3 separate regions of the Mus musculus genome follow, and regions 2 and 3 are each linked to region 1. The links are chromatin contacts, called in public Hi-C and promoter capture Hi-C maps. All regions are on one chromosome and are shown on one strand. The core of a region is the stretch at or near the end of the contact, and the rest is flanking DNA. Distances in the headings are between cores, read along the strand shown.

The links. Promoter capture Hi-C pulls out the DNA fragments that hold promoters and counts their contacts. A called contact is a pair of places that touch in the nucleus more often than the background predicts.
Region 2: a contact with region 1 is called in a Hi-C map of B cells, with 7 read pairs. The contact joins the promoter of Catsperg1 here to the promoter of Rinl in region 1. A contact is called at or near these places in 3 of 39 promoter capture datasets (hippocampal neurons, liver and pre-B cells), 1 of 484 Hi-C or Micro-C datasets (B cells) and 1 of 9 other capture datasets (pancreatic islet).
Region 3: a promoter capture Hi-C map of liver shows a contact between it and region 1, with 2.5 times the contacts expected there. The contact joins the promoter of Ryr1 here to the promoter of Rinl in region 1. A contact is called at or near these places in 5 of 39 promoter capture datasets (cranial neural crest, hippocampal neurons, liver and 1 more).

The regions. Positions count from the first base shown.
Region 1 is chr7:28,787,442-28,790,691 of GRCm38.p6, forward strand. It overlaps Rinl (Ras and Rab interactor-like), which reads left to right and starts at 1,528. Exons shown (of 12, transcript NM_177158.5): 1 at 1,528-1,564; 2 at 2,885-2,970; 3 at 3,150-3,250. The coding sequence starts at 2,918. It overlaps Sirt2 (sirtuin 2), which reads left to right. Exons shown (of 16, transcript NM_022432.4): 14 at 142-212; 15 at 321-387; 16 at 476-1,224. The coding sequence ends at 631.
Region 2 is chr7:29,209,301-29,212,550 of GRCm38.p6, forward strand. Catsperg1 (cation channel sperm associated auxiliary subunit gamma 1) reads right to left here and starts at 1,625. Exons shown (of 28, transcript NM_001368407.1): 1 at 1,342-1,625; 2 at 1,180-1,233. The coding sequence starts at 1,614.
Region 3 is chr7:29,123,699-29,126,948 of GRCm38.p6, forward strand. Ryr1 (ryanodine receptor 1, skeletal muscle) reads right to left here and starts at 1,453. Exons shown (of 106, transcript NM_009109.2): 1 at 1,267-1,453. The coding sequence starts at 1,317.

The DNA.
Region 1 (3,250 bases), core at 278-2,777:
CTTTGTGAGTTCAAGGCCAGCCTGGTCTACAGAGCAAGCCCCAGGACAGCCAGGGCTCCACAGAGAGACCCTGTTTTAGAAATAAGCATAAGGCAGGTCTGCTGGCTCAGGGCTGTGCCCTTAGCTGTCTTCTCCCCACAGACGGACCCCTTCCTGGGCATGATGATGGGCCTGGGAGGTGGCATGGATTTTGACTCCAAGAAGGCTTACAGGTGAGGCTGGGCCTGGGTGAGCAGCTCGAGAAGGGTGGGTGAGGAGGGAGAGAAGACAGAAGGCCGGCTGGTCCTCAGCCTGTTCTCTTACTCCTGCTCACCCTGCAGGGACGTGGCCTGGCTGGGTGACTGTGATCAAGGCTGCCTGGCTCTCGCTGACCTCCTCGGATGGAAGGTGAGGAGCTGGGCCACCCCAGCCCACCCTGAGCCCAGGCCCATGGGGTTTACGGTAACCTGACTTGCGTCAACTTTGCCCCCTACAGAAGGAACTGGAAGACCTTGTCCGGAGGGAGCATGCCAACATAGATGCCCAGTCAGGGTCACAGGCCCCCAACCCCAGCACTACCATCTCCCCTGGAAAGTCCCCACCGCCTGCCAAGGAGGCGGCCAGGACCAAAGAGAAAGAGGAACAGCAGTAACAGTAACCATGACCTCCCGCAGGACAGCGGAGCCCGGCCAGCACTGGGCCCTCTTAACATGCAGCTTGTGTGAGCTCAAAGACCCTTCGTTCTTTAACCACGTTCTTGAAATCAGGGTCCCCAACTCAATCCCAGAAAAGCCTAATATACCTAGGGGCTGAGGCCTGTGCAGTCTGTAGCTGGGGCCTCTAACCACCATAGCCTCTAACCACCATAGCCTCTAACCACCATAGCCTCTAACCACCCAGGCAAGAAGCAGCCTTCCCTAACTTCTAATTATTCCCAGACAACAGGCTACCCCAAAACCCCTAACAGTGCCAGAATAAGGCATTTCTCTATTGTTTTCAGGGGGCCTATGGCTAAATCAAATTAACCTACCCCGCATAGGGGCTGGACTCTACAAATAGAACTTCACCCAAGGGGGTGGGGCCTTGTGGGATCTCTGAGCCTGAAGGCCTGCCAACTCTCTGCCTCCAACAAAGTGGGTACTAGGCTCCCTTTCCTGGGGACCCACTTGCCAGCTGTTGGTGGATGAGCAAGAGACCTTGCTTATTAGAAACAAATTAAAAAACAAAACAAAGCAACTAACCATGACTTGTGTGGCCTCTGCTTCTTTTAGTGGGTACTTAAGGCATCTGGGGAAGGGAGAAGGCTGGACCATAAAGACTCCAGACCATCTATGGCTCCAGGATCTTAGGAGTAATGGTGACTGGGACCAAGCTATGCCCCTGGAGAGGGTAGCCTGGTGACTTTTTACCCTGGCTCTCAGCCTGCCAGAGGCTCAGTCCTCCAAAGTGGATCCCCTAATACTGACCCCGGAAAGACAGAGGAAGGTGATTTCAGATGCCCCAGCCCCGCCTCTTCCCCTGCCTTCCTGGCTTCCTCTCTAGAGAGCACTTTCACTTCCTGCTGCTCTGGCTCCCCTCGGAACAGGTAGGGCCCCCAGGGACCAAACATCTGGTCCCATTTGCACCCACAGCTGCCTCCATCCAACCCTGCCCAGCCCTACCCATGTCCGGATCTCCTCCCAAGGGAGCACTGCCTCCCCCTCTTCACCCTTCTTCCCTGCCTGTCCCTGAGGTGTGCTCCCCACCCCAACACCTGAAGTTGCTAGTTGGCAGCTCAGTAATTTATGTAGCTGATAATTATCTGGCTTGCACACAATGCCCTAAGAGAAATGGAGCCTTCAGAATAGGGCTAGCTTGCTTATCAGACCTTTTCCTAGGCCAGCAGGTCACCTAAATGCTGGGCCAGGAATTCAGGCAGAAAGATGGGGGTGAGATGGTGGAGGATGGATAGATGATGGGAAACAGCTGGATGGTCTCTCCAGCCCCACATGCCTTACTCCTGAGACTGCTGCGGGGAATACCCGGAAGGGTTCACTTGGGGTTGGCAATCCCCTCTTAGTGAACACTTGGGGTGTAGTGTTCACCAAGATGAAGAGTAAGAACCTAGCCTCTGCTGAAATACACAGCAAGTATGAAACAAGCCTGGGCTATACAAGGTCCTGTCTCAAAAAAAGAAAGAAAAATGAATGTTTGACAAATAATGGAAGCTGGGCGGTGGTGGCGCATGCCTTTAATCCCAGCACTCGGAAGAAAGAAGCAGGCGGATCTCTGTAAGTTCCGGGACAGCCTAGTCTATATCAAGAGTTCCAGGACAGCCAGATCAACATAGTGAGACCCTGTCTCCAAAAAAGAAAACAAGTTTTTAAACAAATGTGGGGGAGGGTGTGTTAGGGCTCCTCTGAAATCTGGGAAGGGAAGAGATGGGTGTCATGTTGCATCTGGGTAGCAGACGGAGCGAGCCAAAAGCTTTTCCAGAACTTATCCCCTTCCACTCTCTTAATTCCTGTTGGAACTGTTCTCCCCCACCCCAAGATACATGGGCCTTCCTCCTGGGGTCCTCAGAGTGGTCTGTCCCTCAGCAATAAAGAATGGTACTGCTACCCCAGTGAGGCATGGTGCTGCAGCCTATTATCTCAACGCCTGAGAGCTTGAAGCAGGAGGATTGCCATGAGTCTGGGGCTAGTCTTGACTACAGAGCAATCCAAGCTAGTCTGAACTGTCTCGAAAGAACAGAACAAACAAAAAACAAAAAAAAAAAACGAAAAACAAAAAACCAGTCATAGCTGTGGGCCTCTGCAGTCCATTCAAGAGCTCAGGCAAGATCTCTGAGTCACATGTAATAGAATTAAACTATTAGCTCTCGCCCTAGCTGAGCAGCCTTGAGTCTTGTCTTCCTCCATGCCAGAGGCCAGAGCATGGCTCACTGGTGCCTGGCAGCATGAGGCTAGCCCAGCCGGACATGGTGTCTGCAGCCCCTACTGAAGTGGACAGGTGAGGCTATAGAGTTGGCTCTGGATCAAAATCCCCCTACCCAATTCCCTCTCCCCAGCTCCACCTTTGACCTTTTGTTCCTGGGCTATCCCTGACCCTTGGACCCATCCCCCATGCCCCCACCCCAGTAGCCAGCTTTCCACTATGACCCTTGACCTCCCGGCACCTGTACATCCCAGGCTGGTTTGGCCACTAGCGGATGGAGCAGACAAGAGCCCACTAGGGGTCCTCAGCACCACAGAGCCACTTCTTCGACTGCAGAGGACACAGAGAGTGTGGG
Region 2 (3,250 bases), core at 375-2,874, 420 kb after region 1:
CCCGGGTTAAGTAACACTATCCTATATCCTGAAAGGAAGAGGGTGGGGCCAGAGAGATGGCTGACTCAATGGTTAGAGTGTGTAACTGTTCTTCTAGATGACCAAAGCATGATTGCCAGCATCTATGTCAAGCCACAATAGCTTGTAACTCCAATCCCAGGAATTCATCACCCTCTTCCGACCTCCACAGGCAACTGCATGCACATGCATAGACCTATTAAAAATAAGATGAATGCTTTTTTTTTAAAAGAGAGAATAACTACTATTAGACACAGGGTTCTTTTTTTTTTTTTTTTTTTTTTTTGGTTTTTCCAGACAGGGTTTCTCTGTATAGCCCTGGCTGTCCTGGCACTCACTTTGTAGACCAGGCTGGCCTCGAACTCAGAAATCCGCCTGCCTCTGCCTCCCGAGTGCTGGGATTAAAGGCGTGCGCCACCACGCCCGGCCCAGACACAGGGTTCTTATTGGAGGATAATAGGAACGTTCCGGAGAAAGATAATGAGGTTAGTGTGATTGCTTAAGTGAGGTACTGTTTGAACACCCCAGGCTCCTATGTTTGAATGCTTGGTCCTTAGCTGTGGGTCTGACTGAATAGGATTACATATGGCCTTCATGGAGAAGATGTGTCACCAGGGGTGTTAGGCCTTGAGGTCTGCACCATTCCTAGTTCGCTTTCTCTGCCTCCTGCTTGTGGATGGAAGTACCTGCCATGGTGGTCCCACCGGGTTCCCTACTGTGCTGCTCATGGACTTTTGGTTTATAAGTTGCCTTGGTCACAGTTTTTCTGTCATGGAATGACAGAATGGAGCTGAAACGGTTGCCTGACTCTGTAGATACACTAAAATGTACTGATCTGTATACTTTAGAACGACACCTTTAGGGGCTGAGAACAGGGTGGTAGCAGGTAGCAGTGGTAGCATGTACAAAGCCTTGGATTCTGTCCCTAGGCCCCTAAACAAAATAAGAGCTACATCTCAATTTTAAAATGGGGCCCCGTGGGGGGGGGAGTGCTGTGCTCACTTTTTGTCCCTATTGTGTTCTTGTACCTAGTGGGAGACTGAATCTTTAATGCCTTCAGGGTTGGTGGAGACTACTATTAAACTGTATTGAAAAAACACTGCTGAAAATGGGAAACTGGAGACTTACAGAAATCAGCCTACTCATACTGTAAACTCTTACCTGTCCCGGACAGGAAAAGTTGATTTGCAAGTAGTAAGGAAAGCTCAAATAGTTCTGTAAAGAAAGGTGGAGGAAATACCTAGTCACTTGGTGTACTGACTCGAGATCTCTCTATTTACTGACCCCAAATCTCTTTGATACTCTTGATCTCACTTCCCTCACCTCTGACGGATCGATTGGCGAGTCTGTCAACTTTTGGAACACCTTGGCCACTGTATCGATGGGCTCATGATCTTGAAATCGATCCTTGGAGAGATGCAAGCCTACCTTCTCGAACTTGTTCAGGACAAGAAGCCAGGTGCAATGCTGTAAGGTATCTTCCGCCCACGACTTCAACGACAGCAATAGCACTAGCCGCAGTACCCAGAATGCCCAAAGGTTTGGTTTTCTCGGCCACACAGGGCTGACCGGGGACATGGCTGGCCGGGACACCATGTAGCTAGAACCTGGAGAACGTGGGGATTAACACCCACTTGCAAGTTGGCTAGCTGAGGCTGATCTCTAGGAAACCGCTCAGTTCCTGCCCCTTTTCCCACTCTTCTTCCTAGCTCCACCTTTGATCAGGCTTTGGGGCCCCTTACTCTCTGCCCGGGCCCTGCTCTTAGGCCTTGCCACGCCCTTACTCCCAGCTCCTCCCCTACTAATACTCCTCGCCCCGCCCCTGCTCCTACTCTCGGCCCCTCCCCTACTAATACTCCTCGCCCCGCCCCTGCTCCTACTCTCGGCCCCTCCCCTACTAACACTCCTTGCCCCGCCCCTGCTCTTTCTCCCGGCCCCTCCCCTACTAATACTCCTCGCCCCTCCCCTACTAATACTCCTCGCCCCTCCCCTACTAATACTCCTCGCCCCGCCCCTGCTCTTACTACTGTCCCTACCCCTGCGGCTCTTTTCACCCTGCTTCCTAGTTACTCTCTCTCTCTTTGCCCTGGCTTTGCTCTTTTCTGTTCCCGTTCTTGGAACTCCTAACCTACTCTTCGCCAAGTCCCTCTTTTTTTTTCTTGCCTTGCCAGAGCACTTCCTGTTTTCCTTACCACTGTGCCCCTCAGGGGACTTGGCTCCGCCCTCAAAAGGTTCCCCGCCCACACACTGCTCTTCGCCACGCCCCTTTCTTTTCGCTCCTGCCCTGCTCAGGAACCGGCTTAGAGTCTTCTTGTCCTTTCGTGAATCCTCGCCCACACCTCCGAACTCGCTAGGCTCTTTGCCTTGGCTCAAGGTCTGAGTCGTTCTGGAAATCAGATCCTGGCTCTGCTTTCTCTTCTGGCCACGCCCCTGGTCCTGGCTCCGGTCTGGAGTGTCGCGGTAGAGCGGATCTTCACTCTGCCTTCTCTCTTGGCCACGACCCTGGTCCTGGTTCAGGCTCCAAGTGTTGCAGTAGTTCAAATGCTCACTCTGTCTTCTCTCTTGGCCACGCCCCCGGTCCTGGTTCAGGCCCTGAGTGTTGCAGTAGTTCAAATCCTCACTCTGTCTCCTCTCTTGGCCACGCCCCTGGTCCTGGCTCAGACCCCGAGTGTCGCGGTGGTTCGGATCCTCGCTTCGTCTCCTCTCTTGACCACGCCCCTGGCCCTGACTCAGGTCCCGAGTGTTGCAGTAGTTCAAATCCTCGGTCTGTTTCTTCTCTTGGCCATGTCCCTGGTCCTGGTTCAGGCCCCACGTGTTGCAGTAGTTCGAATCCTTGCTCAGTCTCCTCTCTTGGCTACGCCCCTGGTCCTGATTCAGGCACCGAGTGTTGCAGTAGTTCAAATCCTCGCTCAGTCTCCTCTCTTGGCCACGCCCCTGGTACTGGTTCAGGCCCCAAGTGTTGCAGTAGTTCCAATCCTTGCTCTGTCTCCTCTCTTGGCCACGCCCCTGGTCCTGATTCAGGCCCCGAGTGTTGCAATAGTTCAAATCCTCGCTCAGTCTCCTCTCTTGGCCACGCCCCAGGTCCTCGTTCAGGCCCCGAGTGTTGCAATAGTTCAAATCCTCGCTCAGTCTCCTCTCTTGGCCACGCCCCAGGTCCTGGTTCAGGCCCCGAGTGTTGCAGTAGTTCAAATCCTCGCTCTGTCTCCTCTTTTGGCCACGCCCCTGATCCTGG
Region 3 (3,250 bases), core at 203-2,702, 340 kb after region 1:
GCTTGGTTTCCCTCAAATCTCCCTGGGAGATAAAGATAGGGCCCTACCTCAGAAGATAGGGCAATGAGAATATAATTAGACACCTCAGGAGGCTGAGGCCCTGGGCACGGGGCCTGGTGCAGTGACTGCTCAGCAGCTGGGAGCCACAGCCATTGGCTTACTAGGGCAATGGAAAGCCATGGTGTAGGCTAAGGGGCTGGGGCTGGGGAGAGGCCCTCCTCCAGTGGCTTCACAGTCCAGCTGTCCCCATCCTTCATTACCAGCCCCAGCTGTTTGTTCCTCCCTCCCAAGAAACCGGACCCAGCCTACCAGGGTCCTATTCTGGGTCAGGAATGCTGCGTCAGCATTTCTGTGTGGACCCAGGACCTCGGGGGTGGGGGGTTGGGGGGGAGAGAGTGCAGGGTCAGCAGACCTGGCCCCAACAGAGACCATCTCCCATATCCAACCCCCATCTCAGCCCATGGGAGGATATGGTGGGAAGGACTAAGAAAAAGGCAGCCCCTCCCCCTCTTGTCCCCTCCCTGTCCCCTACCCAGAGCCCAGAAAAGAGGGCTATTCTGGGAGAGACACCTGTTGTCCCAAGTCCCATCCCTGCCCCCAGCTGGAGATCTGAGATTCAGAGAGACAGGATCAGAGGGACAGCCACACGCAGAAGGCTGAAGCCAAGGGCCAAGAGACAGAGACTCAGACATAAGATATACCAAGGAGCTGAGAAAGACTTCATCACCCAGGTACCCTCAGAGGCCATTAGCTGACATAGTTAAATCCTCCTCGCCAAAACCGAGGGGAAAAGTACATTGAAGCTCCAAGAGACCCCCAAGGAGACGGCCAAAGACTAGGAGTTGAAAAGAAAGGTGTTGTCCAGCCCACCCCAGCCCCCTTCCCAAGAATTTAAATAGGTCAGAGCCTGGAGCAAGAAGGGAATGAGGGCTGGGGTGGCGGTGGAGGACAGCTAAATTAAGCCCAAGAATTAGAACCACCTTCCTCAAGTGCCTGCTTCCAGAACGGCAGGAGGCGGGGTGCTTCCTCAATGACCCCAAATCTCTTATGTCAGGAGAGGGCGTCTGAGGATCCCACCCTCTCCTGCCCACTCGGTCCTCCTAAATCCTGCTAATTCTCCGTGGTCGAAAAGGTGATGAGAAAAAACGGAAAGACAAAGTGACCTCGGATTTCAGAGACCACCAGCAAGCAGGGAAGAGACAGAGAGACTCTCAGAAAAGTAAGCAAGAAATCACCCAAGACCTCCGGACCCAGACAAAAACGTACCGTCCGCAAAAACTGGACCTCGTCCTCGCCTTCACCTCCTCCATCACCCATGATGGCAATCCCCGGGTGTCCCGGGCTAGGGTCTGAGGATGGCGAGAGGGGGCTGCAGGCTTGGCGGGGAACCTGAGGGCGGGCTGGGGTCGGAGACCTCTAGGGAAGCCAGAGGCACCCGCGAGGGAGATGGAACTGCAGGAAGCATGCCCTGTGCGGGACACAATGAGAGAAGGTCCCCGCCCCACCGCACACCCATTGGGCAAGCATGGGACAAGCTACGCCCCTGTTCAGAACCCCGCCCACAGCACAAACTCTTGGTGGAAGGTGTTCGTTCTCTCCAGTGAACTGGGTGTCTAGAAAGTAGCTGAGTGGCCATGGTCACAGTGAGATATCATGTATATATTTGTTTGGCTGGCTCTCCCTTTACCCCTTCCTCTCTCCCTCCCCTTCCCCTCCCCCTCCGAGTGTCATGTACTTCAGAATGGCCTTAAACTCCACATGTAGTCAAGAGTGATCTTGAACCTCTGGCCCCATCTGATTTATGTAATGCCGTGGTTCAAACCCTAGATCACTTGCATGCCAGGCAAGCATTCTACCATTGGGCTACACCCTCAGCCTAGTTCCATCCCTTTCTTAATGGCTAAACTGAGCTTCACCCTTGCTGCAGAATCACACAGTTGTAGCTTGGATGCACACCACATCCCCTAACATTAAAAAAAAAATCACTTAGTACCAGACAGAGTGGTATGGCTTATCATCCAAGCTCTGAAGAGATTGAGGCAAGAGGATTGTAAATCTGGAGTTGGGACCGCATAATAAGAGCCTATCTCAGTGTCAACCAGCCAGACCCCCTGGAACTCCGGGGGACTGGACCACCAACAAAAGAATACACATGGAGGGACCCATGGCTCCGGCCGCATATGTGGCAGAGGATGGCCTTGTTGCACATCAGTGGGAGGAGTGGCACTTGGGCCTAAGGGTGTTCAATGGATGCCCCAGTATAGGAGAATGCTATGGTGGGAAGACAGGAGTGGGAGGGTGGATGGGGGAGCACCCCCATAGAAGCAAGAGGAGGGGGGATGGGATAGAGGGTTTCCGAAGGGGAGATCTGGAACAGGGAAAATTTTTGAAATGTAAATAAAGAAAAGGAAGAAAAAAAAAAAAAAGACCCTGTATCAAAACAGAGACAAAAACAGGGCTGCAGGCATGCCCTAGTCGATATAATGTTTATCTAGCTGTCACAAAGCCCCGGGTTCCATCCATAAACTGGGAGTGGCCATGTGAGTCTGTAATTCCAGCAAGCAGAAAGGATCAGAAACTCAAAGTCAACCTCAGCTCCCTAGCTGGAGGCCAGCCTGTGCTACCTGATACCCTGTCTCAAAACTGGGGGGCAGGGGCATGGGTGTGGGAGGGGGGAGAGAAAACACCAGCCTGACCTTGAACTCGCAAACATCCCAGGCCTCTGCCTCCCAGCACTGAGGTTAAACAAATGCGTCACCCCACCCCACCCTACCCCACCCCACCCCACCCCACCCCACCCCACCCCACCCCCGAGCCCCCAGCTAAAACCTGCCTTTTGAAGTAGTCCTGACTGATGTCTCTTACCCACCTGTTGCAGTTCAGGTGTGAGCTAAGATCTTTTTATTACCACTAGTTTCTCACAACCATGCTATTATTGGCATGCTTAACAGCCAGCAGAAAATAAAAGCACGTGGCCCCTGCGGAGATCTCCTAAATGCCCTGTAGTCCCCAGGGTAACCTTTAGGGGGCACAATTTCCCCACTCTCACAGTGCCAAGTCTGCAGATGTGAAGAGCTGCCTTTGGGAGATGGAGTCAGGCACCTTACACAATGTCACAGAGGCTGAGCTGGGGATCTAGACCTAAAGATAGGGTTCCACACCTCCATATCTGCATATGATTTTCTAATTTAGCCATGTGGAGGCACACTTTAGGAGGTAAAGGTAGAAGGAACAGAAATTGAAGGCCAGC